Linked DNA regions of Mus musculus: regions 1, 2, 3, 4, 6 and 7 are each linked to region 5. The links are chromatin contacts, called in public ChIA-PET, HiChIP or PLAC-seq and promoter capture Hi-C maps. All regions are on one chromosome and are shown on one strand. The core of a region is the stretch at or near the end of the contact, and the rest is flanking DNA. Distances in the headings are between cores, read along the strand shown. Region 1 has its middle 88 kb from the start of Nav3. Region 2 holds the start of Nap1l1 (nucleosome assembly protein 1-like 1). Region 3 holds the start of Phlda1 (pleckstrin homology like domain, family A, member 1). Region 4 overlaps Nav3 (neuron navigator 3). Region 5 holds the start of E2f7 (E2F transcription factor 7). Region 6 overlaps LOC115487471 (a long non-coding RNA gene). Region 7 overlaps Nav3 (neuron navigator 3).

Region 1 (3,297 bases), core at 711-3,210, 660 kb before region 5:
GGTACCAGAGTGCTGGGCACATAGTAGAACATTCTAAACATCTGCTCAGCTCTGTTGGTCTCAACAGCCTGCCAGCCTCCTTAAGCAACAGCTCAGCACAACCCATTCGCGAGTCAATTTCTCTTTTATTTTTCAATACCACTGAATGTAAAACTCAGCTGGCATAGTTACACAGAACTGAAAGGTCACCTGGCGTATGGTTTTGTTTATTGATAGTTACTTCAGTAAGAGGTGGGGCTAACTAATAGGAAACCAAGTGGAGGCCCAGCACAACAAGACATTTAACACACCACAGCATCTCCCAGAAGCCAGCAGTAACAACATCACTCACACATCTGGATCTTACCACTCTGCCCTGTGTCTTGCATAGAATGGGCAGTCGACCAATTATTTGTTGAAGAGTAGGGAATGCTGTTGCTCCTTCCCTAGGTGGAGAAACTGGGTGTATTTTAAAGAGTTCATCATAAAGTAGGAAGTATTGGAAGCAGGGTTGATCAGAAAGTCTGTACACATTTACCTATACCTTATCTTACTGAAGCTGTGTGCCAAGGATGAATGGCAAAGCGTAAAGACAATAACACAATTATTTTCAAATCCAGAGAGCTAACTTTAATGAATAAGATTTTGGCTAGAAAATTATTATCTCCAAACACATTTTCAAGGCACAGAAGGAAATTTCTATCAGCAATGCCACGCTATAAATATTTGGCCTAATCCAAGTTCACTTCAGATTATTCCTTTAATTGAAACTATTTCCCTATATAAACAAACGAAAAGAACAGCCTGGACTTTCTTCAAAACAATCTATACAGTCAATGACCCATATAATAACATTATTAAACAAAATTTCCTTCAGACTTTAGCAGAATTATTTTTCCCAAAATACCACAATGTATGTGTAATCAGAATACTTCCTTCTTTTAAAAAATGTTTTACAGTTAGCTTTATATTAAAAGTTATAGCTGTCAGTGGAAGAGGATGTGCCTCATTCTGCAGTGACTTGATGTCCCAGGGAGCCTAGCATCACTGTCTCCTGAGAGGCTTCATCCAGCAGCTGATGGAAACCACAGCCAAACACTAGGCTGAGCTCCAGAGTCTTGTGGAAGTGTAGGGAAGAGAACTGAGAGAGCAGGAAGAGTCAGGGACACCACAAGAGCCCTACAGAGCCCTACTAACCAGGGCCTGTGGGAGCTCACAGAGACCAAACCACCAACCAAAGACCATGTAGAGCCTGGACCTAGACCCCGCTTCATATTTGTAACAGATGTACAGCTTGGTCTTAATTTGGACCCCCTAACAACTGGGGTGGGAGCTGCCTCTGACTCATTTGCCTCCCAGTGGATCCCCTTCCCCTACCTGGTCTGCCTGGTTGGGCCTCAGTGAAGGAAAATACTCTTATTCCTCCTGTGATTTGATGTCCCAGTGAAGGGTGAGACCCAATGTGGCTTCCCCTTTGTTGAGAAGTATGGCTAAGAGGGATTTGTAAGGGTGGGGCTGGGAGGAGAGGGAGGAGGCTGTGACCAGGTTGTTAAGTCGATAAATGAATAAATAAATAAGTAAATATATAAATAGAAAAAAGCCAATAAAAAGTTACAGCTGAACATAATTATTGGCATAATGTTTGCACAGAATTATCAGCATTCTTCTACCTGATGCTTTAACACTCAACATAAGTCTACACTTTTCTTGGAAATTACAAGTACATTTATTACAAGAACACTCCATTCTTTTTTTGTTTTCCTGAACAAAGGGTAATTAAAATTCCTCTTAAACAACATATGTTAGTCACATCACAGTACACAGTGCAGCCCAAATGCAGCTGAATTCGTTTTCATGTTTTCCCTTGTCTGTAGAAACGCACTCCTACAATCAAACAAAAGAATAAACAAGAATGAGCATCATGTTGAAGAGTTGTCCGGGAGCTTCATTGTTGCCCTTCTTCAATGAAAACATTTGTGCAGCAGAAAACTGAGACAGGATGCCAGCCTTTCAACACACAAAGCACAAGCCTGGTGATGGCTGAGAGCATGACGTCATAATTCCTGGAGGTGCATGATGTCATCATTCCTGGAGGTATATTGGCCTCCTGTTTCTTACAAAAGAAAAGCCCAAACAGCCAATGTTTTCCAGGCCTGGTTAGAGCTCTTTCTCTGGGATGAGAAGAGTCCACAAAGGGACTTTCCTCAATCCATAAGCGAGGGGCTTTTAAGAAGATACACATGTGTATCACCTCTCACAAGTTTGGGAACAGTCTTGCATAGCTTTGAATTTCTCCAGGAAATCTGCAGTGTCAATCCCCACATCTCTGAGAATGGGTGAGGACTTTACGGCATTTTAAAAGTCTCAGAGTTTGGACTAATAGCTTCATTGTTTTAACATGCAGGATAAACGGAAACAGTGGTTTAGAAAAGAAAGACATAACTAAAGATGATTCTCTTCATCTGTGATTGTTCTGTGATGTTTTATCCCTTAGAAATATCTGGTATAAATGTAAATGCAAAATATCTACACAAATAATTGAATTTTAAGATTTCAGCATATCAGAAAGGAAAGTTTATATGAGTTAAAGTATAGAGCATACAGCAAAAATTTAAATATTAAACTCAAGTTTCATTACTCTGTTAAACAGAGGAAAGAAAGGATAGAAAAATTAAGCAACATTACTTTGCAGGAAATTAGTTTGCAAAAAACCAACATCCATATTTTCAGGACATATTTAGCAGCCATTACATGTAATCACTGCTCTGAATTTAGACTTTCCCTCCTCACAGTAAACCTACAAGGGTCCCGATGAACAGCTTGCCATCATCTACATCTACAAACACAAGGGCAGCATCGGAGCAATTAGATGCCTGAGCCCCAACAGCATACAGTAGGACTCTCAGTCTGGATTTGGATACTGCTCCTCCCATGTAATGCCGTTTGCTTCTCATATTACCCAAACCAACACCAACACAAACCAAGAAAAAGTCAATCTACGAGCTTATGCAGCAGGTAGTTCTGAGAGTCAAAGCTAAGGCACAAGCATGTGGGCCTGAATTCAGATCCCAGCATCCATGGAAGATACCCGGTGTGAGTGTGCATCCTTAACCCAACACTGCAGTTAGCACCAACAGGTAGACTGATGAAACTTGCTGATCAACCTAGCTGTGGATGTAGTGACAGGCCCTGTCTCAAAGGATTAAGGAATGATGGCTAGTGCAGGACACCCGTGGTCCTCCTCTAGGCTCTGCATACAACACAAGGGCACACCCACCCCCAGAGCCATGTCTGCACACATTATACACAGGTATACAA
Region 2 (3,790 bases), core at 168-2,667, 730 kb after region 5:
TGTGACACCACACTCCACTTTCCCCCAGAGACCTTTGTGTGCATTCCAGATACTGATAGTTATCTTGTTGGAAATTAACAGTGATTTTTTTTTTTTTTCTGCTACAGGGCCTTAAATATTCCGCGCTGACCTGGAACTCTCTATGACCCTAAATTCCTTATCCCTGTGCCTCTATCTCTGCAGGGGTGCAACTCCAGAAATGAAGCCATGTGTGGGCTATGTGATGCTGTGGTTTGAACCTGGGGCCTTCATGCATCTTAGGCAGGCACTCTTACCAAATGAGCTACATCCAAAGGACTCAAAGAGTAGTTATTCTTTCACTAAAATACTAGCACATAGCCTTTTGTATGCACATACTACTTTTTGCCAAGTTCTTCCATGCCTGATTTCACAACAGATAACCAGATTCTCCTGTCTGTCTGTTTGTATTTCCAATGTTGCCCTATCTCACGACTTGTAGTGTCTGGAAGACTCCAGTGAAGGCTTGTGGGAGGATGGGAATGTAAAATGTAGACAGTGCCTTAGTATTATAGACAGATTAACCTCCCACCATAAAGACCACACTTGGAGCACAGCTGTTTGATTTGACGATCTCAAATTGTGGCACATAGCCACTCTCTGAAAGATTTAAAATCTGATACCTGCAGGGCCTCACTGTGGCCCTACCTAAAAAACAAAACCCCAAAGCACCAAACATAGTTAACAGAACAGGTGATTTGTAGTCAACTGAAAAATAGCTGCAAGATTTCATGAGCTTAAGGGTTGATTTACTTTTTCAGGAAGATGAAAAATTGGTATGCTGATTATTTTCATTATAAAGCAGTAATACGCAAAAATACGCTCTTTACTTCCATCAAATGAACTAAAGCAGAGATGAAGGGTTGTGTATCAGGTAAACGTGATGTGGAACACCCTAAAAGGCGTAGAGGCGCCCCGAGTTAGAAGCAAAACCAGCCGAAGACGCTGCCGCGGTGGTCACAAGAAAAGAGTTGTTAGTTCTCAGCTAGAGTGGGAAAATGGTTTCAGAGGAGAAGGGGGTGGGGAGAGGGGAGAGGCGTGCTGGGATTAGGTCTGGATGCGGATGGGAATCCTAGCCAGGATACTGCAAGCCTGCCACTAGGCTGTGTCCCTAACCCAGGCGGGCAAGGAGAACCAGGAGCGGGACCTATGGGTCGTCGCTGTGGGATTGGGATTTCCATCGCAGCGTAGAAGGGAGAAGAGATGGCGAGCACAAGACCGCCACAGGCGGGAAGCCTAAGGTGCCGGGGAAGAAGGACGGCTCTGTAACCAGGCAACAAGGCCCAGGCCCGCCTCCCGCTCCCGTTGCTACGCAACGCCGAGGCCAGGGGGAGGGCGTCGGAGCAGCCCTACGTGCTGACGCTAATTGTATATGAGCGCGAGCGGCGGGCTCTCGGGTCTTTTTTAGCGCCATCTGCTCGCGGCGCCGCCTCCTGCTCCTCCCGCCGCCGCCGCTGCCGCCGCCCTGAGTCACTGCCTGCGCAGCTCCCGCCGCCCGGCTCCGCGTCCGAGCCTCCTGGAACGGTAACGGCTGGGGGCCGGGAGGGCCGGGTGGCGGGGGCCTGCGAGGTGTCGGGCTGAGGCCGCGGGGTGAGCGCTCCGGAGCGGCCATGCGGCCTGAGGGACCCCGGGGAGCGCCGGCGGCTGCGGGGCGCGCGGGACGGCGAGGCCGCGGGAGAGCGGAGGAGGAGGAGGAGGCCACGCCGCGGGGCGCCCTGGGTCGCCCGGCCGCCTCTGCCTCGGTGGAGCCCACCGCGAGGGCAACCCCGGCGAGGCGGGCCGCGGGGATGGGGGACATGGAAGGAACGGTGGCCGCGCGAGTTCCGCCCGCAGGGAGGGGCTGTGCAGGCCGCGCGGCCTCGGCGCGCAGGAGCCGGGGCACGTGGGGACCGCGCCGCGGGCGGCCGGAGACCCCTGCCGGGGCCCACCCGACACCTCCGTCGGAGTTGGAGGAGGAGGAGGGGTCGCCACGAGTACCAGTCCCGCCACGGTCTCACCGGCTCCCTGGGTCTTCCTGGAGGGAACTGTGCTAGCGGATGGGAGGATGGAGGGGCGAGCAGCCTCCACCGCCAGGGTTATAAGGGGTTAACACGTGCAAAGCGTTCAGCCTAGCTATTTTTTTTTTTTTTTTTTTTTAACAAAAGATCTTGTTTTGTGTCTCACAGGTACAGTTAGAACTTCGATGGGTAACGTGGCCGGGGTATATTTGTGTGGAGAGACTTAATCCTAGTCTCCTTAAACCTCCAGATGGTTCTGAGACGAAAACTAAGAAGGGCTGGCTTGTTGGGGGTGGGGAGTGGGGTTCGAGTTTAATAGACCAACAGCGTGGTTCTTCCCTTCAGGCAGCACCCCCTCCCTCCCCCCAGAATTCTCACTAGGGATGAAGTGGAAGGACCATGGGGTGGAACAAGGCATTAATAATATACTGACCAAGCTCAGTGCGCCACATTTCTGTAAAGATCTCAGGAGTGGCATCGGAGGGAGGGCGGAGACAGGTCCTGTCCAGAGGGCAGGGCTTCCCAGACTAAAAGGATGCACCAGGCATACAGGCTATCTTCCAGGGCTAACTACTTCAGACTGTCTCCTGTCTCTAAATTCCAAAATGAGAAACGTTTTAAAGACTTTCCCAACACCTCTAATTTCAGGAGAGCCAACATAAAGTTTACCACTTTTGAAAATAGACGCCATCAAAACACCTTCCCAAACTTAATATCCAAAGAATACTTTGGATTAGAGGAGTGCCTAAAATTTACATTTTTTTGTTTTTTGATTTTTTTGGGGGGGGCGGGATGGGGTGGGGGTGGTGGTTTCCAGACAGGGTTTTTCTGTGTAGCCCTGGCTGTCCTAGAACTCATTCTGTACACCAAACTGGCCTGGAACTCAGAAACCCACCTGCCTCTGCCTCCCAAGTGCTGGGATTAAAGGCGTGCACCTTTAATTTTAAAACTACCAGTAAATGGGAGGTTTCAGTGGTCTTGGAATTCTTATCTTCAGACTTGTTTATGGTTGAAGTGTCTATCCCAGATTTAAACTGTACAACTACTTTAAGTCTGGATTGGAGGGATTTAATCTAGCAGTAGTGGGGACTTAGACATCTGTCATCAAATCTTGACTTAATAGATGTTCTTCTGATGTCAGCATTTAGATTATTAAATAGAAGTTAAAACATATCAAGAAAAGTTTTGTCAGGTTTATCTGTTGCAAAAATACCTGTTCTTTTGTTTTTGGTCTTTGGCCCTATAATTGACAATTTAATACTGATTGTGGCACCTGACTTGCCCTTTCACGAGATTAAAAACAACACTCTTGGCAGAGCCAGTGTGTCTAAAATTCTATAGTTAATTTCCTTATTTGCTTGCTTGTATTGGCTTTAGGTGACATAGGCCAATAAAAGAAAGGGGCTAAATAAGATCTGATAATGTCAAAATACATTATTTTGTTCAGTTTTCAAAGGATTAAAGATGCCTAGAGAAATTCTGACCTGTATCTCATACCATGAGCACATAAGTGATTGATTTGCCTGGGTATGAAGTGCTAAGCTGAGAGGACTGGGAAGAAAGTTGGAAAACCTTAAGGTCATTATGGTGTCTGCTTTACAGAAAACCGCCTGTTAGAATTGTAACTTGACTCAGCCAGTTACACTCAAGTGCATGCTAGAGGTGAGGTCTTGGGAGTGGCTGCCTCACACCTGCTAATAGATGGCTAGACCACCACGTTACTGGGACACCTTGGGTTAGCAACTCATTAGTAAAAATGTAGTTTGGACTTTTTT
Region 3 (3,305 bases), core at 246-2,745, 760 kb after region 5:
TTCACAGTTCAGTGCTTTTCCAAATGGGATACCTTTCTCAACTATGCCTCTCTGTGTTGGCTACAAACCTCTACCTGGCTTTAGGGACTCTGGATACTATAAATGCACTTTCCAGATAACAAGAGAATGCTGTTCTGCTGAAAAAAGACAGCTGGTAGTATAGGAACTCTGGAGTGCTGACCTGTTCTACAGAGGTGGGGGAAAGAAATTAAGGTGGTTAGTAATCAGAATTACAAGTCTATTCTTGGTATACACAAAGATAATGCTTATGCATGATCACATTAGAAATCTTTACATTTGTTTTTTTGGGGGGGGGGGGGAATGGGGAACAAAAACGAAAGGCTGTAAAATGAGTCCAAATGTAAGACTCAGAATTGTTTTTTTTGAACTGGTCCATTTGATCAGAACCTTGGGTGAAGGTCCAAGAACTCTGTTTTCGAGAAGACATTTCTGTTAGCTCTCAGATTAAGTTCGAGTTTCATAGCACGACACACGAAAGACTTTGAATAGTTCATCCTCGACATTCTCTTCGATTGGATTCCTGATTCTTCCTGGCGGTGTGGCAGCAGCCCTTGTCTGACCAACAGCCTGTTTTGTCCTATCTCCTTATGGTGAGAGGAGGCTTAGAGGTTATTTTCCCAAACTGGAGACTAGATCTGTGCTTTATAGTCTACCTTATCAGGAAAGGTTTAAAGGCAAGACGGAGACTAGGACTTTCCAGAGTCAGATTCCCACAGGTGTTTGTAGGACATTCGCCAAGGCTTGTGTGTATGACCTCCCAATGCTGGACATCTGCCTACCCTGCTACTGCTGTGGACTGCAAGGTCTGATCTAGAAGGAAACCCGAGGGCCTAGAGAGATGGCACTCCTCGCAGAGGTTCAATTCCCAGAACCTGTTCTAGGGATCTGCTGATTTCTGACCTGCGTTCTCATACAATACGTACTACACACACACAAGCAAAACATACACTCACAAAAACAAAAACCGCTTGGTGAGTCTGGCTATTTTGCCTGTGTTCTGTGGCAGGAAAGGAAGTCAAGAATGTATACCTGGAGTGAGTCCACCCTTATTTCCCTGTCACTACAAACTGGTAGCTTTATTGTTTTGCCTTAGCTAATTGCCCCCAGGAACAACTATTTATTTAATGGCTGAACAACACCAACAACAAAAAAGCTCGAAGCACTCTTGGGTTTTGTTCCCTGAGATGTTTACATAGCTATGGGGGGGGGGGGGGTAATGCCCGCTATGGAACTTCGTCCCCTAAGTTTTATGCCCTTGTCTGGAGTCGGCTCCGCGTTGACCCCAGGGGTGGCTCCCCAGGCCTGCCTGGATCTGCTACCCACCCCCGCAGCGGAGAGCCCACCTGCTAAGGAAGGGCCGGTCCGTGGGGGGATGGTTTTTCGGCGCCCTCTGGGCGTCGGCAGTCGCCGCCCGGCAGCCGCGGCGACCTCAGCGACCGCGTGGAGCCTCCAGGAGTTTCCAGAACCTGCTTCCAGGCGGCGCGGGCGGCCGTGGGCGGTGGGGCGGGGCGGGGGCGGAGCCGGCGGCGGGGCTGGGGCGGAGCCGGCGGCGGGGGGCGTGTCCGCGGCGGGCTCTGGGAAGGCCCCAAGTTAATGAGGCGTACGCCGGCTGCCGAGCGCCTCTCGGAGCTGGGTTTTCCCCCGCGGCGCGGGCGCCAGGAGCCGCCTTTTCCGCTGGGTGTCACTCGGGGGTGGGGAGGGTGGCCCATTGAAAAGCGCCGCGAGGGGCCCCGGCCAGTGCCCTTCAGTGAGCGCTCGCCGGAGGACGGCAGAGAGCAGCCCGCTCACGGCTCCGGGATCTTGTGGCGAGTCAGGACGCGCCTGTCCCTCTGCCGGGACCCCGAGCCACCGCCGCCGCCGCCACCGCTCTGTCTCCTGCGAGTCAGCCTTCTCTGCGCGCTCCGGGCGGGCGGCCGCGGAAGCCGCTGGGGCGAGGACGGCGCAGGGCTGCTACTGCTACCCCCAGCCGGAGCGTCTGGAAGCCTGAAGGCCGAGCGGAGCAGCAGCACCCCTTATGCCGGAAGGATGCTGGAGAACAGCGGCTGCAAGGCGCTGAAGGAAGGAGTGCTGGAAAAGCGAAGCGACGGGCTGCTGCAGCTCTGGAAGAAAAAGTGCTGCATCCTCACCGAGGAAGGGCTACTGCTCATACCGCCCAAGCAGCTACAACAGCAGCAGCAGCAGCAACAGCCCGGGCAGGGGACGGCCGAACCGTCCCAACCTAGTGGCCCCACCGTCGCCAGCCTTGAGCCACCAGTCAAGCTGAAGGAATTGCACTTTTCCAATATGAAGACTGTAGACTGCGTGGAGCGCAAGGGCAAGTACATGTACTTCACTGTGGTGATGACGGAGGGCAAAGAGATCGACTTTCGGTGCCCCCAGGACCAGGGCTGGAACGCCGAGATCACGTTGCAGATGGTGCAGTACAAAAATCGCCAGGCCATACTGGCGGTCAAGTCTACCAGGCAGAAGCAGCAGCACCTGGTCCAGCAGCAGCCTCCGCAGACGCAGCAGATCCAACCCCAGCCCCAGCCGCAGATCCAACCCCAGCCCCAGCCGCAGATCCAGCCTCAACCCCAACCCCAGCCCCAACCTCAGCCCCAACCTCAGCCCCAACCCCAACCCCAACAGCTCCACTCCTACCCGCATCCGCATCCTCATCCTTACTCTCACCCGCACCAGCACCCACACCCGCACCCGCACCCGCACCCTCACCCTCACCCTCACCCGTACCAACTCCAGCACGCGCACCAGCCTCTTCACTCGCAGCCGCAGGGTCACCGGCTTCTCCGCAGCACCTCCAACTCTGCCTGAAGAGGGCGGCACCCGGGCCACTCAAGGTAAGGTCCTGGCAACCTGGGACACCTAGAAACGTGCCAGCATGGCTGTTGGGAAGAGTAGGAAGCTTGTTGACCGATTTCGCTCCCGAAGCAAAGTTTAAAAAAAAAAATCGTTTCAAGTTTCTGGAGAGGTGGAAAGAAGATGGGCAAGCCGGAGCTTGTAGAGGCAGGGCGGGGAGAGAAGAGCCGGAGGAATTCCGCCAGGGAGCAGGGCACGGGGACCACCTACCCACCACCGTGGTGATCACTCTTGTTCAGTGCCATCCTCCTTTGGGCTGCTTTATTGTGTGCCTCCGCACCAACGTAAAGACCTTGGTGTCCTTCTGGGCACTCGGTCCTTTGTACTGGCCGGGAGGGAACAGGGTCTTGACTCCTGAGTCACTCATTTCATTCCGTGTCCTTTCTTTCCAGGTTTTGAGGACTTCGGAAAGTGGGAAGAGTGCATTG
Region 4 (3,602 bases), core at 536-3,035, 780 kb before region 5:
TTCTAATTTCAATTCTTCCTGTAAACATTTTCCTGGTTTCTCATGAAGTTGTATAGAAATAAAACCTTGCATATGTAATTAACATGCCCTGCTCTGTATCCCCATAGACCTTTACATTAAGTTTTAAAGCAAATTTATGTTTTGAGAAGTCCTAAGTTTACAGAAAATTGAAAAAAATAAACCTAGTATACAAAAAAAGAGCCCAATTGATCAACACTTACTTTCCCCTGTTATTCTCTGTTGTTTGTATACTGGACTCGTTATCGTTAGCCAATAGTGATATATTGCTTATTCAACTCTACATTTCATCCAGATTTTCTCACTGCTTAGTCAGTATTCTTTGTTGCATGATCCATGATTATTTGGTAAGTCACATTTTAGGATTTCTCACTTTGTTAATGTGCTCGGCAGTCATAAATAAAGAATATTATGGAATAAACTGAAGTATTAAGCATCCTTCCGATGTCCCTTGCTCCACAGTCATCCTAGTTTTAAATGCTACTCACTAAAAGAAGACAGAAATATATCTGTTCATAGTACATCATGTATCTCTAAATATGTACCTATGAAAATTACACATTTAAAAATCTATAGGTAGACAAATCTGAAATGCATAAAATTATCCCAAATCCTAAGCTACTATTATATTTGTTATTATAGAATCATAAGCACTCCTTCAAGTTGTTTATTTCTTTGAAGTAAAAGACCAAAGTAAAGCATGTGTGTTTGCACATATGGGCACACACACTCATACACATGTATGCACATGCACGCATGTGCGCACGCGCGCACACACACACATCCCACAATCCATGCATCACTCTGGCTTATTCATTTAGATGACCTAGAGTGGAATTTGCTCATCCTTATGCTACATTCATGCAGAGAGGATGGTCTCCTATGCAATGTAACAATCTTGGAAGATGGTCTCTTGCTCATCCTAATGCTACATTCATACAGAGAGGATGGTCTCCTATACAATGTAACGATCTTGGAAGATGGTCTCTTGCTCATCCTAATGCTACATTCATACAGAGAGGATGGTCTCCTATACAATGTAACGATCTTGGGAGATGGTCTCTTGCTCATCCTAAAGCTACATTCAGAAACACAGAGGATGGTCTTCTATGCAATGTAACTGCCTCAGAGGATGATCTCTCCTGCAACGTAATATTCTCAGAACTGAAACTGCAGCAGGAAAAGAAGAGGAATGAAAATAATTCTTGGGTTTTAAGGCATCACGGATCTAATTTGGAAATTAAATGATACTTGTAACACATCTGTAAGTGTCATTAAGAAAAATAAAACAGGATGAAGAGGGGTGGCATGGTTTTGTAAAAACAGTGTAATTAGATAAGATCAGGAGGTCTTAGTGAAAGGACCTGACAAGCAGGTGAAAGCCTTCAGCTGGAGGAATAGGAAAGGAAGGATGAAGATACTGTGGACATCAGGTTCAGACTATCCAAAACAGATCTTACATACTTACAGCCGCTTGCAAGCTGGAATATAAAGAGGTGTTCTCTCAAATATTTTCAAATATAAATACACTTAGTTACATCTATTTTTTTAAAAAAGATCCCAAGATCTAGTTGTGAATCAATCTCTAACACCGAAATGAATGAATGAACTAGTTAATCTAAGACTTGGTTTATTCTCCAGCACTTTGCTCTTTACTTGAGAAGGGTTGATAGACAGAAAGTCAGCAAGCAGGGTCAGGGCCCAACTCTCTCCTCATGGTGTCCTTTCCTTATTTTACACAGCCCAGAATCCAGCCTTCTAACCTAACTGGAAAGGAGAGAGATAGGGGCAATCCTCACAGTGCGGCTGTGGAGTGCATGTACACTACTGGCTCTCCCACAGACAGTGGTCCATGGACAAGTGCAAACTTAAAGGATAATTGACTCTACCACACTCATTTTTCAGCATTAAATTAAAATATGCATGTCCCTAAGGTATAATTGTATAATTTGTCACATAATGTAATTATATAAAGTCATCAAGGTCAAACTATGTTGATAATCCCTACTAAACACAATCCTCTTAACATCTCTGGGCCTATAAGAAACAAGACCCAAGTCCCTGCAGTGAGGTCTTTACTGCCTGCTGCTTCCCAGTGTCTGTATGTTATTCTCTTAACTGCTTCCTCTTCTAAATAAAGTTTTTGCTTGCTAGCCTTCTGTGCCTGTAAATTCTTTTATAGATAAGAGGAAGTACCTACAGCAAAGATGTCCAATTTTCCACGTAGACATCAGCTACAAAATACTGACAGGGGCCGAGGTTACCACAAATAATTTTCCTGTTGCCAATTGGCTTGTATTTGTAAGTTTAAACAAATGCATTTTCTTATAATGGAATATAGATTTATTTTGCATCCTCAGGTGACTCACCTTATGCATTTTTCATCATGGTTATTAACTTCAAGCAAAGTAACAAAATCCATAAAAGAAGAAAAATGAAACAACCTTTTTCCTATTACACATGTCTTTATGTGCATTATTCATTCACTCATTCATTATAAATATATATCAATAAGATAGGTATAATAAATTCCATTTTAAAGATCAGTACTCGAAACACAGTCTTGTATAACTTGAACCAGTAGAGCATCCAATAATAATTATAACCTTTGAATTCATTCTGAACTTTAAAGTATATAACTTATTCTTATTCACGACTTAGGAAAATAGTACAAATTTAAAATTAGTTATTTATTGTCTACAGACACTGGACACTTGTAAAATGAAGCTATATCCAGATTTTGTGCATTTTAGTGACACTTAACTATTCACTTAATTGAAGACATAAAATTTGAGATAGGTAACAACAAAGTTCATTTATCATGCCAATTACATGCAAATATGCAAATAATGCAAAATAGAAGACTGACATAATACATATATGATATATTTAACTATTTGTTACATAGGTACTACATGCCTAACGTATACTAGATATCAGAAATAAATTCTTAGGAAAAAAATATTACAAGCTTGCTTTTACCCCCTGAAATGTATGGGCTAATGAGAAAGAAATATACTCAACATAAAATTGTGCTAAAAAGTATTTAAAAATCATGATAATTTCCCTGAATTAAAAGCACATGTTACTGCCAGAGGACACAAAGCAAAGGAAATCTGTAGAAATCTGGGAGGCAAAGGCTGGCCATGGAAGGTGGCCCTGATAAAGTCAACTTTGAATCAAAATCTGAAACTGAACAAAAGTTAACAGTAAGATGAGAAATCAAAAACTCTTAAAAAGACTTTGAACAAGTACTAGCAATTAGAAATATATATATATATATATATGTATATATATGTGTGTGTGTGTGTGTGTGCGCGTGTGTATGTGTGTGTGTGTGTGTGTGTGTATATATATATATAAAGAAGGGAGAGAAAGGGAGGAAGGAAAGAATAGATATACAAAAGGAAGGAAGGTAGAAAGGGAGGAAAGGCCTTAACTGGAATGGGGCATCCAATATTTAAAATGTATAACCTAAAGATATTAAAATGTATGAAGATGATTTTTCCAACAAGAAATGGATAGAAGTATATCATATCAGTGGCAAATTTAGAATATATCTATCACTTCAAAACAATCTTACT
Region 5 (3,350 bases), core at 815-3,314:
GAAAACCACCACAGTCATAAGTCATGCATCTCTTCATCTAAATTCTCTGGATCTGCGTGATGAAAAAAAAAAAAGTAAGTTTCAGTTTTTCTCTTTTCATGTCCCTATGGTTCTCTAACCATTTAGAAGATAGATTTTAGTTCCAATTTTTCTTTTGGTGTGTGTGTGTGTGTGTGTGTGTGTGTGTGTGTGTGAGAGAGAGAGAGAGAGAGAGAGAGAGAGAGAGAGAGACATGTAATTGCCAATGTGAAGACCAGAGCAGATGCTAGATGTCTTTTTTCAATAGCTCTACACATTATATTTACTCATCAGTTCATTAACTCATTCCTTTGAAATAGGGACTGTCACTGACCTAGGATAGCTTGACTGGCCAATGACCTTCTCGAAGCAGTGGGTCTCCGCAGCCTGGGTTACAGACTACCTCACCCCCAGCTTTGAAAATGGGTGCTGGGAATCCCAACTCCGTCCTCCTGCTTGTTGAGCAAGCACTTTACTGATTAAGCCATCTCTCCAACCCCATACCTCTGGTTTTTGACACGGGGGTCTTTCCTTTATCTGGAGCTTATTAAACAGGCTAGTCCGCAAGCCCCAGGGATCGGTCTGTGCCTGCTGGTGCTGCAAGCACAGGCACCTCCACACCAGCATGGGCACCAGAGGTCCAACTCTGATCCTTCAAGCACTTTATTGGCTGAGCTATCCCTATAGTCTTCAAATTGTTATTTGCCATAGACATACTTTTTTTTTAAGCTACTATTGTTTATTTGTTCATGCGGATTGTTTTACATGCGTTCTGGTCTTTTCTAAGGTATAGTCCGGTAGCCATTTTCAGGCTGAATGTACCAGCAGACTGGAGTAAAAACCGAAGGACTTGAGTAAATATTTTGAATTCTTCTGATGGCTCATTGTACATTTTTGAGAGCTGAGAGGTGAAGGGTGGGGCCTTTGCACGGAACGGCTAAGACGGGGTAATGAGAATGATAGTTTTGCGTTGAAGTGGGGAAATACTCGTGGGCATGTGTTAAAGAGGCCGTTATAAATCCCAGCTGAGGGCACCCTACAAAATAACAGTACTCGGGGAAAATCTGGGGATCAACCCAAGAAACTGAACCAGGAGCTTAGGAGAGATGAACAAAAGCGATGTCCTCCAACAGGAAATAAAAAAGCATTTGGTAAAAAGAAAACCTGAATAAATAGTGACTTAAACAAGTGCTTTGTACTTACATAAGTGGCTGAAACTGGGTACTAGATGTGAGTGAACTCTTTTAAAGTATCTTTTCAGTTTTTTGTGCAAATCCAAAACGGTTCTAAACAAGAGTTTCTCAAGAGGGGCCTAAAATAGCAGTCTTTCCTTAGGTTCATATTTTAAATAAGAATCCGAAGGAAGTGAAAGGTCTAATAGAAATCAGTAATATTCCAGAGATATTCTTGACTGTTCCCCCATCCCCCAAGCTAGTCCTTACTAGAAACTGTCTAATAACACATTCTCGACCATCTCTAATGCTCTGGAGAGGGAACACCAGGAAACCTTTTGCAAAACCCCCTTTGGTGCGGCTGCCGGGGTTGTTCCCAGGGCTAACGGGCGTGCCATCTGCTCGCAGCCCAGGTGCTAACCAGGGTTCACGTGTCACCTGGCGGCGCCGGGTGCTAGGGAGCCGCCCTGGCAGGTCCCGGCAACTCGGCTCCCGCAGGTTGCTGGGGGCAGGGCGGCGTCCGCAGCATCCCGCGCGTGCGGATCGTTTCCCCGGCTCCATCTGCTGCGCTGGGGGCCGGCGTGGGTCGGTCCCCCACAACAAAAGGGCGCCCCGCGGAGAGCGCGCCGGCCCGCGCCGCCCCGCCCCGGCTTCCCGCGTCCGCGCCCGCGTCCCCGCGGGAAACGCTCCCGCGTCACCGCCTCCAGGTACCCGGAAGGGGGAGGGGGCGAGGCGACAACAATCCGGCGGGCGGGCGAAGGGGAGGAAAGGCGCGGCGCCGAGCGCCAAGACAGCGAGGGGCGGGGCTTCGGGCCGTGCCGCCGCGCCATTGGTCGGCACCGCCCCGCCGGCCGCCGCGCATTGGTGAATGCTCAAATTCAGTCTCAAGGCGCCAGAGGAGGTGTTTTAGCGGGGACCGCGATCCAGGGCTGGAGCTTGGCTTAGGCGGGTAGGAGACGCTGTCGCTACGCGGACACCGCGGGTGGAGCGGAGGATCTGCGAGCCTTGCCCTGCCCTGCCCATGTCGCCAGCCGGCCGCTGAGATCTACACGCTCTGCCCGCTCACGCGTGCGGCTGCGGACGTCCCCGGAGAGACCCTCCATCGCGCAGCGACAGTAAGGAAGCGTGCGGCCCCCTCGGATGGGGAGGCGGGAATGCGGAGACGGGTTACCCGCCGCCCTGGATGCCGTCCCACAGGCCCCGGGTCCGAGTGCCCCCTGGGGTTGTGCTGGCTGCAGCGCTAGGTGAAGGAGGCTGGTCCCCACTACCACCTACCCCCACGATTTAGGGGTCCCCTGGGAAGAGTTTCACTTGGGGTGTGCTTAGATGCCTAGGGAGGGGCTGAGCGCTTCCCGCATGGGTTGGTCTCTAGATCAGGTTTCAGTCTACCCCCTAGATCAAACCCACTCAAAGTTGAATTCCTCCCGGTTCTTTGCGCCAAAATTAACTGACCTGGGAGACCCTGTAACTTTCTTGGCATTTGCCTAACACCTTCCTTCCTTGGTAACTATTTTGCCTGTTGCTTTTCATAAAGGATTGCAGTTTTGTTCAGTTTTTTCGTCTTCCCAGATTTCCAGTGATTCCTAAGTATATTTTAAGTGTTTGTCCGTGTGAGTTTTAATGAGGAATGGAGGGTGTCTTCATTCTTGGAAAATTCCAGGAATGCTGTAGGAAGGGAAAGTTGATGTTCACAAGTGGCATTTTGTCGTTGTTGTTGTAGGGGGAAATAAATGTAAAATCATTTTCTGATATAGTTGTGTGTTCCAGATGGAGGTGAATTGTTTAACACTAAAAGACTTGATCAGCCCCAGGCAGACCAGACTAGATTTTGCCATTGAAGATGCAGAGAACGCACAAAAGGTAAGCACAAATAAATACTTTATAGTCTCCAGCATGTTTTGGATGGTGATGCCTAGCTTTCGTCTCGTATACAGCATAATTGTGATGGCCGTTATAGAGGAGTTTTTAGAGAATGGGGCCATTGCGACCTTTGTTTCGGCTCCTCTTAAGTCATTAGTGTTGGAACCAGCTTCTGAAGCCAAAGGTGCATTCTGGATGCAGTGATCAGAAGTTTGTGATGCCTAGAGATCCCAAGGGCAGTTGAATTAATGTTGGAAGAAATTAGAAAGCGTTAATTCCCTGGAACAGGATTTTGTTGTT
Region 6 (3,713 bases), core at 276-2,775, 550 kb before region 5:
GCACATGCCAGACCCGTTAGACAAAAACACAGCCAAATGAGAATGTTTTCCACAGTCAACACCACATTCCAATCACTACAAACTTGTACTATAGAAACACTTTGCAAGTATTGTATTCTGGTAATGAATTCCTTTCTTCTCATAATGGAGTTTTATTTCCTGGCATTTATTAAAGCTAATCTCCATTTAAGAAAAAAAAAAGAATAGCTAACTATAAGCAGCATAGAGTAAAACAATTATAGAGTAGATATCGTCTGTTTTCCATTGTAAAATCTAGCTAGGAGATCTTGGTGTAGGGGAGCTGTCACCACAGTCCCTGTGTGACAAGGTCTCATCTCATCCCCATTTGATTTTATTGACTCAATTGCCAGTTGCTATGTGTTTTATGCTCAGAGCACCCCGAGGTGTTACGACAGTGCTCTAAACCCCAGCAGCAAACTTATTCCGGTTGGGGAACATTTCTTCCAACTAAACATGCAGGCTGTTCCACCAGATGTTCAGCAAACAGAATCAATTACTGAGTGGTGCTTCTGTCCACTCTTGCTGCTGGCAGACCATTATGGTACACAAGGATTTCTGACAAGTCAGCGATGGCCAATTATAGTACTTAGGCACATGTACTTAAAAGATAGAAAGAAACCTAAGATGCATCCCATTTTTCTTTCTTTCTTCATGAAAATAGATGATGATAGAGCATGGGCTCTTGTATCTGTCACAATATGTTTAATGCAGTAAAAACCCTATTTCCTTCATCTCTACTTCCACCTTTCTCATGGATGATAAGAATTGATAAGCTTCATATAAGTGTAATATGTGGGCTACCGTCCCCAATTTCTCTAACAAAAGGCATAACATTGACTGCTATCCCTTATTATTGTTCAAGCAAGCATAAGGATTTGAGTATAAAATGCATCAGCCTTACACTATATTTTATCATTAATATTGCACAAAACTTTTGAAAATGACAATAGATACAAATTATGTAAAATTTGCTGAAAAGTTAGAACCTAGAATTCACATGACACAAGACGAGTCAACATATCTCTAAGCTCTAAGAATTTGTGTGACATTAATGGTGAGATAAAATACTGAGAAAAACATTTGGCAGATTACCAAGTTTTACCACTTAATGTTCTTCCTTCCTGGTTGACTTTCTCCTCCCAAAAACTAATCCCAAAGAAAGCACATGTTTTTATGCTGGGTGAAAGAAAGGGAATGGAATGTCAGGGAAGAAAGAGGAAGATAAATGTGTCAAAGTAACACGTCATCACTTTCATATTATTGAATTCCAAGGGACTAAACACTGAGGCACAGCCAAACATAAACAAACATTGACACATCATAGAGCTAATATATGTGAAGGTTTTGATATTTCAATAGCATTCCTTTTCAATAGATCTCTTATTAAAATCTGATGGCTTCTAGAATGCCCAAGGGTGATTCACACTATTCTGAGAGGCAGTCAGCCTTCCCTGAAAGCTGGCTTCCATTCTTAGTGCGGGCTGGAAAAAAAGCAGGGCTGTTTGCATGGCACAGCACCAAGCCCTTTAACTAGAGACTCATGCCATTTAGAAGCTCAGCTTTCACTCCCTCCATCTGCTGCCCAAGAAGAATTAGATCCCAATTGTCTAGGCCACTGAAAAAAGGATGTTTGTAGAATTCCTCTGGCATTTCCTAAGGCTGGTGGCCTTTCTGTTCAAATGTCAGTATTTTTCTTTTCATTTAAAAGACTTTGCTGAACAAAAATATTACACTGTATGAAATGGTTTGATATACGGAGACCAAATTCAGTATGCCCGGTATACAGACAACCTGAGCAATCTGACTGCCAGGAGAAATTATTCAGCCAAAACATCCAGCCGAATTTCGGAGAGTTTAGCAATTTAGCATATGTGAACAAGAGCACCATATGTAGGAGCAGCGACCAAGACATCACACCAAACGACTAGTCACAACTGTTAAGCTACAGGGCATAATATGATTGTCTTCATTAAGTGGTGCTAGAAAATAAAGCATTTCTTGAGGCTTTGCTACATGAAAAAAAAAAGGATTGAGTGAACACACACTGGAGTGCAAAAGCAGAGGGCAGAGAGCTACTTCATTAAAGCTTTAGGGGGGGATACAGGGGGGATACAAAGAGAGTCCTTCAATTCACACTAAAAGTACTTGGAAGAAACCTAAGGGTGGCCATTCTCTTGTTTGAAACATTGTTTAAAAATAGAGACACACATTGAAAACATCTTCTCTGAGCCTATTTATGATTGGAGACAACCCATGCCAAGCCCCGAGCAGCGGGAGTGCAGGCCTCCCTTGGTGACCCCTGAGCCAGAGATGACAGCCCCCAGCGCCATGTTGACACTCACTGGGTTTCCTAATGACAAGCAGCAGCTGGCCTTCAATTTTGTGATCAAGAAGCCCCAGGAGGGAAGCCGAATGAGTTAGGCAGGATCCAAAGCAGACTTTGAAGCCAGAGACTGTGCCAGACACCCACAGACTCTGCCTATCAAGTGGCCTAAAATTTCTAGTTTCTAGCAACAATAAAACAACCTATTATTGATCTCTAGTTCAGATGCCTTGCTTCAACAGAAGAGGATCATGTCTTATAGATAACTAACCATCTCAGGAGCTCCTACCATTTAATTCTACAAAAACTCTGATTGACTTCTATATATTCCATAGTAATTATGCCATTTAAATGTAAAGGTATAAAATTTTATGTAGATAAACTTACAGAAACACATAAATCTATATCTGCATTTAATGCATGTGTGGTTATATCTTTGTATTTATACATGATTGTCTTATGGGTGCAATTATTTTCATACAAGCAAATCTAGAATAATTTTAAACACAAATGACACTCTTGGATAAGACTGATAATAATACTGTTACACATTTGATTCCTGATCAAGGAGTTTATTGCCTGAGTCTACACATACAAGAAATCCATTAGTCTTTTACCACCAATTTCTTCCATCTGTGCAGAAATAACACTATTGGCTATTTTATGCATGTTCCAGAAATATCCTCAACCTCAGAGTTTTCACAGAAAAAAAAAATTAAATGAGAAACATCACAAGATTTTCTCAACTCTAACATTTCCTAGTGAGTAAAAGTCTAATCATCTAAAAGGAACCACAGTTAAGATTCATCCAATCACCCATCAGAGTGATATATATCAATACATTCAAGGTAGATGACCAAAACAGGTTATTGAATAAATCAGTTTTTTTTCCTCTTAAGAACAACACATTAGAGTACCTTCTGCTTCATTTTGTGGAATAGTTTGTGAAGACCTGGGATTAGATCTTCTTTGAAGGTCTGATAGAACTCTGCAGTAAACCCATCTGGTCCTGGGCTTTTTTTGGTTAGGAGACTATTAATGACTGCTTCTATCTCTTTAGGGGATATAGGACTGTTTAGATCATTAACCTGATCTTGAATTAACTTGGTAACTGGTATCTGTCTAGAAACTTGTCCATTTCATCCAGGTTCTCCAGTTTTGTTGAGTATAGCCTTTTGTAGAAGGATCTGATGGTGTTTTGGATTTCTTCAGGATCTGTTGTTATGTCTCCCTTTTCATTTCTGATTTTGTTAATTAGGATGCTTTCCCTGTGCCCTCTAGTGAGTCTGGCTAAGGGTTTATCTATCTTTTTGATTTTCTCAAAGAACCAGCTCCTCATTTGGTTGATTCTTTGAATAGTTCTTCTTGT
Region 7 (3,611 bases), core at 131-2,630, 840 kb before region 5:
ATGCCAAGACAGTGCAAATATACTATTTAAAATACTTCTGTGCTGGAGAGACCACCCCAGCGTCAAGAGCATTTACTACTACTCTTGCATAGACCCAGATTACCTTCTCAGCACCAACATGGCAGCTCACAACTGTCTATAACTGCAGTTCTGAGTGACCTGATGCCCTCTTCTGGCCACTTCAGGAAACAGATAAGGCTCTGGTACACACACATACACAAACACACACACACACACACACACACACACACACATATACACACACACATGTACATGGTTATATAGGTAATGTACATGCTTGATAATGTTGTACAAATGTATAGTCCCTCCCATATAGGATAATTAATATTTCTTATTATGTTAATTATTTTAAATGATGCATGTGTGTGAGCACACACACACATATACATGCACACAGATATCTTTGAAAATTAGTATGATAATACTTTATATAGCTAAACATCTAAGACAGACTGATCAATTTTTCAGAGTATTACTGGGTAGAAAAGTTCCAAATATTAAAACATAGAAGATAGATTTTTCAGAAGATATCAAGGAATCTCTAAGGCATATCTAGTGATACTATTTTTCTCACCATGTGAAAACCTGAAGGTATATTGGCACATAAAAGAGACTATGTTGGTAAAGTGCCACTTAAATTTCCGTATCTATAATCTTTATTTTGCCAACGTTTGCATATAAGAAAATGATTCATGGCTCCCTCTAGATCACAACATAAACAATTTCTAAATGATCTTATTTGGTGATTCCCTAATACTCATTTATACAGTGAATCTTAAGGATTTATTTTATTTATAGGACTGGAAATTTTCCTTTTCCTTTTTGTAAAGACATAAATTTAAAGCATTAAGTTCCCTTCTTTTATCTGTACTTTACTTGTGTTACAGAGTTCCAAGTTCACCTTGCTAGCAGAGTCTGAGTTAGACTTGAATTGTACCAGTCCCTCCACAGGCAGGGGCCACAGGACCATCACCTGACTTTAAAGGACCCACAGAGAGGAGGAGACTGGGTTTCTGGAGTTAGACAAATCTGGTCAGAGGCCCAGAGGAGTTTACGACCACTGCAAACTTAGGAATGTCACCTAAGCTTCCTAACTTATAAACACGGGTGAACAGTAATCCTTGCATTGAGAATTGTACCAAGACACAAGACTAACAACTGGTCCCTCCGTAAAGAACAAGATCTATAGTCACTCCTGAAGATGTCCCTGAGACCACGATCAGCACTGTTGTGTTTTGCTCTGCTAGCATAAGAAGAAATACTTGTTAAGGTTAATTGCTTCACAGGGATGAAGCAATTGGAGTAACTGGGGCAGAGGCTGAGAAACTGCACAGCTTCCTTCTGGCTCCCTCCATCTGCCAGATTCTTATCTTCTAATTAGCTGGGATTTCTGGTTTCTCTGCTTCCTCGACTAAGAGACACTACTGAATCAGAGTGGTCACGTTCTCCTCGGTGACTCTAGGAGAGGTCGCCTGTGTCACCGTCCACAATGCATGGGTTTTATTTTAGGAGGACAGCAGATTACAGGGAAACATCCTCATAGTAGATAGCAAACTGAATGAAGTAGATAAGTAGCAATACTGCATTTTGATTGTATTCTCCTGGTTCGTATCGAAAGAGCCTTAATGTGGGCGCACATCTTTCAGGGATCTTAGGCAAACAAACAGAAGCTACCGCGCTGGCTTTTAGCACTGGGTAGAAAGCCTCAGAGCAAACAAATGGGCAGACCCTGCTGGCTTGCTCCAGTCTTTTCTCAAGGGGATGGATTGCAAACTTGAGGCCGTTGCCTAAAAGTTTGCTTAGACCATAGGCCTGGTTTTTATCATAGTCAGCAAAATCAGTTGCTAACCCAATAAAATGAAACCACATTTCTGCCTAAAAAATCACACGCACAAACTTTTGGTAAGGCATTATTTTTCATGAATGTGTATATTTCCTATAAGTAAAAGAAATGATAGACTACAAGAAAAATCACAAGAGAGGGTGAAATACTATATCCCAAAGAAATGCTATAATACAGCTGGCAAGACATAAAACAATTAAGATGCAAAATATAATTACCTGTTGTAATAAATAAAACACATTTACATAGATTATTTATTTATTTATTTATTTATTTGCTTTGTAATATAAGATCCCATTATATATCTCAGGCTAAGGTCAAATTTATTTCGCTAACCAGGATAGCTTTGAAAATGCAGCCATCCTCCTGCCTCCGTTTCTCAAGCTCTGGGATTGCAGGCATATGCCAGCACACCCATATTTTTTTCCTTAAAATTCTCAAATCAAAACTGCATGAGTGGAAGAAAGCAGTGAGAAATGGGGCATGTCTTCAAGGAGACAGTGGGCATGAATAGAAGATGTGGTAAGAACTCACAAGCTCACCAGTGCACTCTATGTTATGCTCTGATGAAGGAGAATGCAAACAAAGCTGTCAACTTTCGTTCAGTTCTGTTATTTGAGCTGATGCAAAGGGAAGACAAATTGTGTCCTGACACTGGGCTTGGCCTGAAAACTTTCCTCTGGTTCATCAGCACACAAGGGCGTCATTGTATTCAACTTCATAGCGCCAGCTATGATTGAGTTACAAAGTGTGTTACGTTTTCCAGGATTGGTCTATGAATTAATTGTAGGTTTTGAGGGAAGAAGTTGGTGTAAATGTGAATAATATAAAATGAACACAAATTAAAATATTTGGCAACTTCTGTATGAACTCACTGAATATTTCAATCATCAAGCTTCAGGCCAATGAGTCAAATATAGAGAATTCCTACTTCCAAAGCCAATATTCTTCAAGTATTTTGATTAACAAATGTTATATAAATCTCTATGAATTATACTTTAGAAAATAAAGAAGATATAATAAGACTAAATTTATTCCAAACCAAAAAGAGTATATGTGTGTGTATATATGTGTGTGTGTGTATATATATATATGTGTGTGTGTGTGTATATATATATATATATATACACACATACATACATATATATGAAGTTCTAATTATATATTTATATATTATTGTGTGTTTATGCGTATATATATTCATTGATAGTAATTAAAATGATAAAATCAAAGGTATAATGTATGAAAATGAATTTTAGGACCTATTATAAAACATGTACTATTTGGGTGACATTCTATAGCACTAAGTTTAAATTCTGCCACTTCCAATCCATGTGATGTCCACTGATTAAATATTTATTTTCTCAATACCAGGGATTCTCATTTTTTTTCTTTGCTTTGGTTAAATTTCTGAACCCCTCTTTCTCTCTCTCTCTTTTTTTTTAAATTAGATATTTTCTTCATTTACTTTTCAGGGGAATACCAGGGCCAGGGAGCAGGGATTCTCATTCTTAAAGAAGAAATGACTATTATCCCTGAATAAAATCACTATGAAGATTGAATGAACTCAGGCATGTACTTTCACTTAATATACTTATTATATGTTAACAATATTAGAAGTAGTTCACTTTTAATATGGATATATATATTAATTATAATACAAATTGTAATAATTTTAAAGGAACGTTTATTACTGTCAACTCCTTTAACCCAAGTTATCCATCTAATTGGAATGAAATGAAATTAT

Evidence for each region. Promoter capture Hi-C pulls out the DNA fragments that hold promoters and counts their contacts. ChIA-PET counts read pairs in DNA pulled down with a chosen protein or histone mark. HiChIP or PLAC-seq counts read pairs in DNA pulled down with a chosen protein or histone mark.
Region 1: a contact with region 5 is called in a promoter capture Hi-C map of neural stem cells. The contact joins the enhancer-like site here to the promoter of E2f7 in region 5. A contact is called at or near these places in 5 of 39 promoter capture datasets (hippocampal neurons, liver, maxillary cranial neural crest and 1 more), 1 of 15 datasets of contacts at CTCF or cohesin (the NIH/3T3 cell line), 3 of 484 Hi-C or Micro-C datasets (adipose-derived mesenchymal stem cells, cerebellar granule neurons and cerebral cortex) and 7 of 115 datasets of contacts at active chromatin or transcription factors (embryonic forebrain, embryonic hindbrain, embryonic stem cells and 3 more).
Region 2: a promoter capture Hi-C map of pre-B cells shows a contact between it and region 5, with 3 times the contacts expected there. The contact joins the promoter of Nap1l1 here to the promoter of E2f7 in region 5. A contact is called at or near these places in 1 of 39 promoter capture datasets (pre-B cells), 5 of 484 Hi-C or Micro-C datasets (CD4 T cells, CD8 T cells, LSK cells and 2 more), 2 of 115 datasets of contacts at active chromatin or transcription factors (embryonic stem cells and thymic regulatory T cells) and 2 of 9 other capture datasets (adipose tissue and embryonic stem cells).
Region 3: a contact with region 5 is called in an RNA polymerase II ChIA-PET map of memory CD8 T cells, with 16 read pairs. The contact joins the promoter of Phlda1 here to the promoter of E2f7 in region 5. A contact is called at or near these places in 1 of 39 promoter capture datasets (pre-B cells), 2 of 484 Hi-C or Micro-C datasets (CD4 T cells and natural killer cells), 2 of 115 datasets of contacts at active chromatin or transcription factors (memory CD8 T cells and pancreatic cancer cells) and 1 of 9 other capture datasets (liver).
Region 4: an H3K27ac HiChIP or PLAC-seq map of microglia shows a contact between it and region 5, with 6 times the contacts expected there. The contact joins the enhancer-like site here to the promoter of E2f7 in region 5. A contact is called at or near these places in 3 of 39 promoter capture datasets (hippocampal neurons and liver) and 6 of 115 datasets of contacts at active chromatin or transcription factors (astrocytes, embryonic basal ganglia, embryonic midbrain and 3 more).
Region 6: a contact with region 5 is called in a promoter capture Hi-C map of neural stem cells. The contact joins the enhancer-like site here to the promoter of E2f7 in region 5. A contact is called at or near these places in 5 of 39 promoter capture datasets (cranial neural crest, hippocampal neurons, liver and 1 more), 1 of 15 datasets of contacts at CTCF or cohesin (the NIH/3T3 cell line) and 5 of 115 datasets of contacts at active chromatin or transcription factors (astrocytes, embryonic basal ganglia, embryonic forebrain and 2 more).
Region 7: a contact with region 5 is called in an H3K4me3 HiChIP or PLAC-seq map of neural tube, with 4 times the contacts expected there. The contact joins the enhancer-like site here to the promoter of E2f7 in region 5. A contact is called at or near these places in 9 of 39 promoter capture datasets (the 3T3-L1 cell line, frontonasal cranial neural crest, hippocampal neurons and 4 more), 1 of 15 datasets of contacts at CTCF or cohesin (the NIH/3T3 cell line), 7 of 484 Hi-C or Micro-C datasets (the C2C12 cell line, brain, cortical neurons and 3 more) and 9 of 115 datasets of contacts at active chromatin or transcription factors (craniofacial prominence, embryonic basal ganglia, embryonic forebrain and 6 more).

The regions. Positions count from the first base shown.
Region 1 is chr10:110,086,826-110,090,122 of GRCm38.p6, forward strand. It overlaps a transcript of Nav3 not described here. Among named protein-coding and RNA genes, the nearest start is that of Nav3, 88 kb to the left of the region's middle. Within about 2 kb of position 1,961, at least 5 of the 459 cell types and tissues checked have an H3K27ac peak or open chromatin away from gene starts, as enhancers often do. A contact at or near this core is called in neural stem cells, where this site is marked.
Region 2 is chr10:111,471,810-111,475,599 of GRCm38.p6, forward strand. It overlaps Nap1l1 (nucleosome assembly protein 1-like 1), which reads left to right and starts at 1,418. Exons shown (of 16, transcript NM_015781.5): 1 at 1,418-1,542.
Region 3 is chr10:111,504,791-111,508,095 of GRCm38.p6, forward strand. It overlaps Phlda1 (pleckstrin homology like domain, family A, member 1), which reads left to right and starts at 1,496. Exons shown (of 2, transcript NM_009344.3): 1 at 1,496-2,858; 2 at 3,270-3,305. The coding sequence starts at 1,615. The coding sequence ends at 2,832.
Region 4 is chr10:109,963,921-109,967,522 of GRCm38.p6, forward strand. All of the region lies in intron 1 of Nav3 (neuron navigator 3), which reads right to left. Among named protein-coding and RNA genes, the nearest start is that of Nav3, 35 kb to the right of the region's middle. Within about 2 kb of position 1,786, at least 2 of the 459 cell types and tissues checked have an H3K27ac peak or open chromatin away from gene starts, as enhancers often do. A contact at or near this core is called in microglia, where this site is marked.
Region 5 is chr10:110,743,375-110,746,724 of GRCm38.p6, forward strand. E2f7 (E2F transcription factor 7) reads left to right here and starts at 2,065. Exons shown (of 13, transcript NM_178609.5): 1 at 2,065-2,305; 2 at 2,958-3,050. The coding sequence starts at 2,958.
Region 6 is chr10:110,190,721-110,194,433 of GRCm38.p6, forward strand. LOC115487471 (a long non-coding RNA gene) reads right to left here. Exons shown (of 2, transcript XR_003949035.1): 1 at 1-3,713. It also overlaps a transcript of Nav3 not described here. Among named protein-coding and RNA genes, the nearest start is that of Nav3, 190 kb to the left of the region's middle. Within about 2 kb of position 1,526, at least 48 of the 459 cell types and tissues checked have an H3K27ac peak or open chromatin away from gene starts, as enhancers often do. A contact at or near this core is called in forebrain and neural stem cells, where this site is marked.
Region 7 is chr10:109,904,876-109,908,486 of GRCm38.p6, forward strand. All of the region lies in intron 1 of Nav3 (neuron navigator 3), which reads right to left. Among named protein-coding and RNA genes, the nearest start is that of Nav3, 94 kb to the right of the region's middle. Within about 2 kb of position 1,381, at least 31 of the 459 cell types and tissues checked have an H3K27ac peak or open chromatin away from gene starts, as enhancers often do. A contact at or near this core is called in neural tube and second pharyngeal arch cranial neural crest, where this site is marked.